2 separate regions of the Mus musculus genome follow, and region 1 is linked to region 2. A link is a contact called in public HiChIP or PLAC-seq data. All regions are on one chromosome and are shown on one strand. The core of a region is the stretch at or near the end of the contact, and the rest is flanking DNA. Distances in the headings are between cores, read along the strand shown.

Evidence for each region. HiChIP or PLAC-seq counts read pairs in DNA pulled down with a chosen protein or histone mark.
Region 1: a contact with region 2 is called in an H3K4me3 HiChIP or PLAC-seq map of embryonic basal ganglia, with 2.8 times the contacts expected there. The contact joins two enhancer-like sites. A contact is called at or near these places in 1 of 484 Hi-C or Micro-C datasets (cerebral cortex), 2 of 115 datasets of contacts at active chromatin or transcription factors (astrocytes and embryonic basal ganglia) and 1 of 9 other capture datasets (embryonic stem cells).

The regions. Positions count from the first base shown.
Region 1 is chr4:125,694,911-125,697,732 of GRCm38.p6, forward strand. The region is part of intron 13 of Grik3 (glutamate receptor, ionotropic, kainate 3); the gene reads left to right. Among named protein-coding and RNA genes, the nearest start is that of Gm32807, 140 kb to the left of the region's middle. Within about 2 kb of position 1,456, at least 38 of the 459 cell types and tissues checked have an H3K27ac peak or open chromatin away from gene starts, as enhancers often do. A contact at or near this core is called in cerebral cortex and embryonic basal ganglia, where this site is marked.
Region 2 is chr4:125,281,261-125,284,052 of GRCm38.p6, forward strand. The region is part of intron 4 of Gm32611 (a long non-coding RNA gene); the gene reads left to right. Among named protein-coding and RNA genes, the nearest start is that of Gm46869, 7.9 kb to the right of the region's middle. Within about 2 kb of position 1,456, at least 87 of the 459 cell types and tissues checked have an H3K27ac peak or open chromatin away from gene starts, as enhancers often do. A contact at or near this core is called in cerebral cortex and embryonic basal ganglia, where this site is marked.

The DNA of each region.
Region 1 (2,822 bases), core at 206-2,705, 410 kb after region 2:
AGGATTCACATCCAAGGAGCTGGACCCCATTCTCCTCTGCTTCTCTCCAAAACTTAGGTGCTAAAGCGTGGTGTTGGGACATGAATGTGTGTCTGAGTGCCACGGGCCCTCTGTTATCAGAAAGGATGTCATCTACCCAACCCCCACACCCCCATCCTGTGCATACCTACACACACACACACACACACACACACACACACACACACACCTGACACAGGAGGCCTAGGTTGGAAGCATGATGAGTCTTCTGAGCTAAGAATATAGCTTATTTGGTAAAGTGCTTGGCTATCAGGCACAAAGCTCTGGGTTCAATCCCAGCACAGCAAAAAAAAATTGTGTAGTGGCGCACACCTGTGATCTGAGCACTCAGGTAGCAGCAGGAGTATCCTCTGCTACATACAGTGTGGGAGGCCAGCCTGAGCTACATAAGAAAAGAAAGGAGAGAGGGAGAAGAGGGGAAATGAGACATAAAGAGAAAAGGGAGGAGAGAGAAGAGAGGGGGGGGTGGAGAAAAAATTGGAGGGAGTGAGGGAGAGCAAGGGAGGGAGGGAGGGGAGAGAGAGAGAGAGAGAGAGAGAGAGAGAGAGAGAGAGAGAGAGAGAGAGAGAGAGAGAGAGAGAGAAGAATTCTAACAAGTTCCCAGATTCCCAGATGCTGCTGCTGGGGCTTCGGCTGGGGATGCTTTGAGAAGTGGTCCTCTAATTACCCCTTGGAAGCATCTGGCTTTGGGAACTGTGCGGGTGTATCCATCCGCTTATTAATCAGCTGCCCTCTGCCAGTCTGGAAGCCTGCGTGTTTCCCTTTACCCTGGGTCCTGGTTCTTCATCCCTGAGCCCTTGCCTCTTCGGAAACTTCAAGAAATGGACTGAGCCCCAGCGGGGCCTGAGGAAATAAAGGAAGAAATTAGAGTGGAAAATGCCTTTATCCCACGGGTGCTCATGCCCCAGCACTTTCTGCCGGCTCCCCGTGTCTCTCCTGAGGCTGGAGGCAGCTACATACTGGAAAGAAAAGGGGAAAGAGGGGCTTCTCCTTTCACTCGGCTACCGCCAGTGGAAGCAGGTCCCACCTTCTGCTGGGGAGGGCACAGTGTACACTGAGATCAAGGGAAAATAAAACGATGTCAAGGATACATTAGGCACTTGTTGGAGTCTCATGAGTGTGAGCAAGTCTGACAGTGTGTGTAGGTGGCACATGTTAGTGAGCATTTTGCGTCTGCACGTGTGGCATGCCTGAGAGTCTACTTATATGTGCATATGTAGACCTGCACTTGGACATGAATGTTTGCATCTGTGCGTGTGTGTGTGTGTGTGTGTGTGTGTGTGTGCGTGTGTGCACATGCGCACATACATGCTTGCTCGCTCCCTGTCCTCGGGCCACAGCCCAGCCCTAGACTACTGGAGCTTCTCATGCATTAGGCATGAGCCAGTCTCTAAGCAGGGCTCCCGATCAAAGGGAAGAGGCATAAATAAGCCCGGTGCAGGCTCATCTCGGCTGATTGGACGCCCCGCCTCCCTCCCTCCTTGCAGAGATGCTCGGATTGCCTTCTCACGGCCCAGTCCCAGCTCCCCACTGAGCCACAGTCCTCAGCAGCAAGCAGCCACTGCACCGTCACCCACCTCCCCTGCAGTGAGGAGGGCAGAGGAGGGACACAGAATCTGCTACTCAGCCAGGACTATGGGGCTCAAGGGCCCATGAACCAGAAACAGCAATAGAGTGACCCCAGGCGGGACCAAGCCCACTTCCATTCTCTCCTGACTCATTAATACTTCTTTGCAAGCAGCCACAATGTCCCAGGCGTGTGCCCATACTTCATCTGTTTCTCTGTCACCCTCCTAACAACCCTAGCAGATGAGTATTATGTCCTCATGTTACACAGGGTGGAAGCAAGGCTTCAAGAGGCTAATTGACTTGCCTAACAACACACAGCTAAAACCAAGGATTTGAACCTCACCTGCTGTGAAGCAGCCTCTACTGTCTTTCCTACCGGTTCCTCTCCGGATCCCGCCATAGTCCTTAGCAATCTCCCCTGGGGAAGAACAAAGCTGGGGTGGGTAGGGCCATGACTGCAGCCTAGCACAGCCATGACACACTGGTCGCAAAGAGGATTAATAAAGATGAGTGTCTGGTGCTGTAGAAGGGATGGGATTGAAAGATGGTAAAGCCGATGTAGGAGGCAGTGGTAAGCGTAGGCAGCAAGCAGGTGGCACTCCCCACGAACCCCAAGTTTAAAACAAGTATGTGGTTAGCATACTCCTAGTTAGGCACTACACATACATAGAACTAAGGAGAGATGGCTCAGCAAGTAAAGATCTTGCCACATAAACATTGAAAACTTGAGTTCATGTCCTCAGCACCTATGTAAAAGCCAAGTATGGTGACACCCACCTGTTACCAAGCATTGGGTGTGGGGGTAGATAGAGGAGGCCCCATTTACCTCTCTGGCCAGAATGTCTAGGTGAATCAGTAAAGCTTCATGTCTCAAGAAATAAAGAACAAGTAAGAAATATACCAGACATTGGCCTCTGGCTTTCCCAAGCACGCACACGTGCATGCATGCATACACATGCACACAGGCATGTGGGCACATCCCCAAATAAATTAGTAAACAAAGCTCCCATAGCTAAGAGTAGACCATAATCAAGGGATTGACATGAAGCAGGACGTCAGGACCTCAGGCCCCTTGGGTGCAGCCAGCTGCTTGCAGAAAGCTGGGCATCTAGAATCTGCCCCTTGGGCTCCGAAGGAGGTTTGCTGAGAGAATTGTCAGAGAGCAGCAGACATCACAAACAGCGTCTCCTGTGTTGTCCTCCCTTCCGTCTTGG
Region 2 (2,792 bases), core at 206-2,705:
GTGTTATGCCCGATTCCCCTCCCTCTTCCCCCATTTAATAAACCAGAATTCCAATCTCTAGTGTGTCAGAGTGAGCCTCTCTTTTCACATAGGGTCTTAAGTAGGTGAATGTTGGGGGTCCTAATCCAATTGGACTAGTGTTATTAAAAGAAAGGATTAGGGCACTGGGCAGGGTGTGTGTGTGTGTGTGTGTGTGTGTGTGTGTGTGTGTTTGTGTTTGTGTGTGTATGTGTGCGTGCATATAAGCAGAGGAAAGGCTATATAAGCACACAGAAACGCTGGCCAATCCCTGGAAGCAAACCTACATCTTGTTCTTGGATAGCATCCTCGCAGCTGTGGGATGATGGAGTCTAGAGATTACACTGCTTGTTCTGAGGTATCAGGTTGTGGCATCCAGCACAGCCCAGGACTCTGGATTAAGAACTCAGAAGGCTGAGCTGGGCGTGCCTCTCTGAACACAGTGCTGCTTGCAAATGTGAGGACCCAGGTAACTGATGGACTCCTGGAAATACTGGAAACCAGCGTGCATATGCGTGTCTGCAGTCCCAGCACTCCTCAGGCGAAAGCGGGTGGGGCAGAGACATAACCGGCTGAAGCTGCTAGGCCAGCCAGCTTGGCTACACAGCAGTGAACAAAAAGAGATACTTGTTTCTTTTTAAAAGGAGAATTTGAGGACTAATACTTAAGATTATTCTCTCTCACATGCACACATGCACAGCATGCACAACATGCACACACATGTGCGTGCACATACACACAAACTAAAAAGAAAACACATAAAAAAGAAATAAAAATATCTCAGAGTCAGAAATCTGGTCGTCATCCTCCCCATCCTAGCCCCAGGGCAGTTCAGGTCCCTCTCTGTCCCTGCCCCCTCACTCCCAGCAGTTGTCACAGTGCCATCGGAGATCACCATTTGGGTTTGCTCACAGGGCAGAGCTGAGTAAGGAGGCTGAGATGTTTTTGGTGACAGGAAAGCAAACAAGCAAGGTGGCCCCTTGCCTGGGCACAAGCACAGCCTGTGGGTCTAGGCTCAGGCTTGGCTCTTTGAATGGCCCTGGTTTATCGCTTCAGCCACAGGAGTCAGTGAGGGGACAGAGTGGGAGAGCGCGGCTGCTTCGCCACAGCCTTCTGGCTGATGCTGCTGGACAGAGTCAAGACACCAATGTAGACAGCTTCGTTTCACAGGTGGGGAAACTGAAACGGAAGATTGTCAAGATGGTTTCGACTAACTGGATACTCAGGACTGTCAAGTGTCCCTGTCTTTCCCAGCACCAACACTGGAGCCATATATACTCCAAGGTCAGAGCCAATCCGAGAGAGGCAGGCGAGAATGCGTTCAATTGATTGGAGCAAAGCAAATGTAAGGCGGAGCCAAACAGTTGACTGATGGCAGGGCCCGAGGCCAACTCGGAGGCTGCAGGCAAGCCAGGCCCTGGCTGGAGGGCAGGGAGTGCAGAGGCTCGGGAGCAGCTGGTCAGCCCGAGGCCTTTGGCAGCCTCAGTGGCTCCGCTCAGCTGGTGAAGTGATGTTCTCTTCTGATTGAGCTAATTATGCTGATTGAATTTCCTCCCTCTCCCTTCGGAGCCTCGTCTGCCGCCTCCTCTCCTGTCTCTCCCCACCGCTCCTGGTAGAGAAAGAAAGGGAAGGTTTCCTTAATGTGACTGGTAATTGTTATGCACACAGTGTCAGATGTTAATGTTGGCTCTGATTGACAGCTAATCAGCCCATCAGCTGTACAAAAAAGAGTGAATAACTCGGTAATTTGATTTCCCCTGATTCCCCTGCGTGGGACGGCAGGGAAGTCTAAATTAGCAATCAGGGAGGCTGTGTCAGATCCTGGAGGGCGGTGAGGATGAAGAGGATCCAGGGGCTGGGGTGCAGCTGTGGCTGGGGGGGGGTCGTTTCCATTGTGGGGAGCCCTGCTGGTGGAGAGTAGCTCAGAGCTGTGCCCAGATCGTGGGGTGAAGGCCCCATTCCAGGGCATCCTTTCTTGAGGCTGGCATCTGAGAGGGAGCCCTTGGGGGCGCTGACCTCTGGAACCCCACGGTGATGGAGAAGGAGTTTCCTTAGGTGGTAAGCAGTGGCTCTCCTCACCCCAAGGTTTGGAAGGTGGTTGCCAAGGTTTCTATAGGGTGACCCAAATTCTTGCTATTCTTGGGAACAGGAGTCCCCAAGTTCAGCTTCTGGCCGTCTCCATTCAGGTAAAATAGAACACGTGGGTATGAAGTGGTCTTTAGTGGTCCTCCCTGTCAGGTGAAAGGATTAGGTCTCAGCATCTACTGGGTAGTCACGGTGGGTGGCCCAGGGACTGTGCTAAGCAAACGTTTCTATTGTGACCTGTCCCAGGTGGTCACTTCCTGCCTACACCTTCTGAACACTGCCATGAAGTCTGAACCCAAGCCAGCTCCCCTCCCCCATAAAGCACATATGTGACTATAGCCACATAAATGTACATCCGAACATTTGTCCTTTTCCAGTTGGGGAAACTGAGGCTGAGGAGTATAGGCACTTGCCTGAGATCACACTAGGAGATATAGTTCCAGCACAGACCCTCCCATTCTGCTCCTCCCACTCTGGCAGAGGAACTGCCTAGGTCCCTTGGAGTTGGCACTGACAACAGCAGCTCAGCCTGGAGGTGCCTAGAACTCCAGGTGGTGGCAGCCCTCTGTTGATCTTGGGTGGTGGCAGCAGCTCAGGGCTTCCCAAGGGGAGAGTGAGGAGGAAGAGGAGGAGGGAAGAGGAGGAGGCAGAGCCTCAGGTTTGCCACATTGGGTATTGGTGGCCCTGAC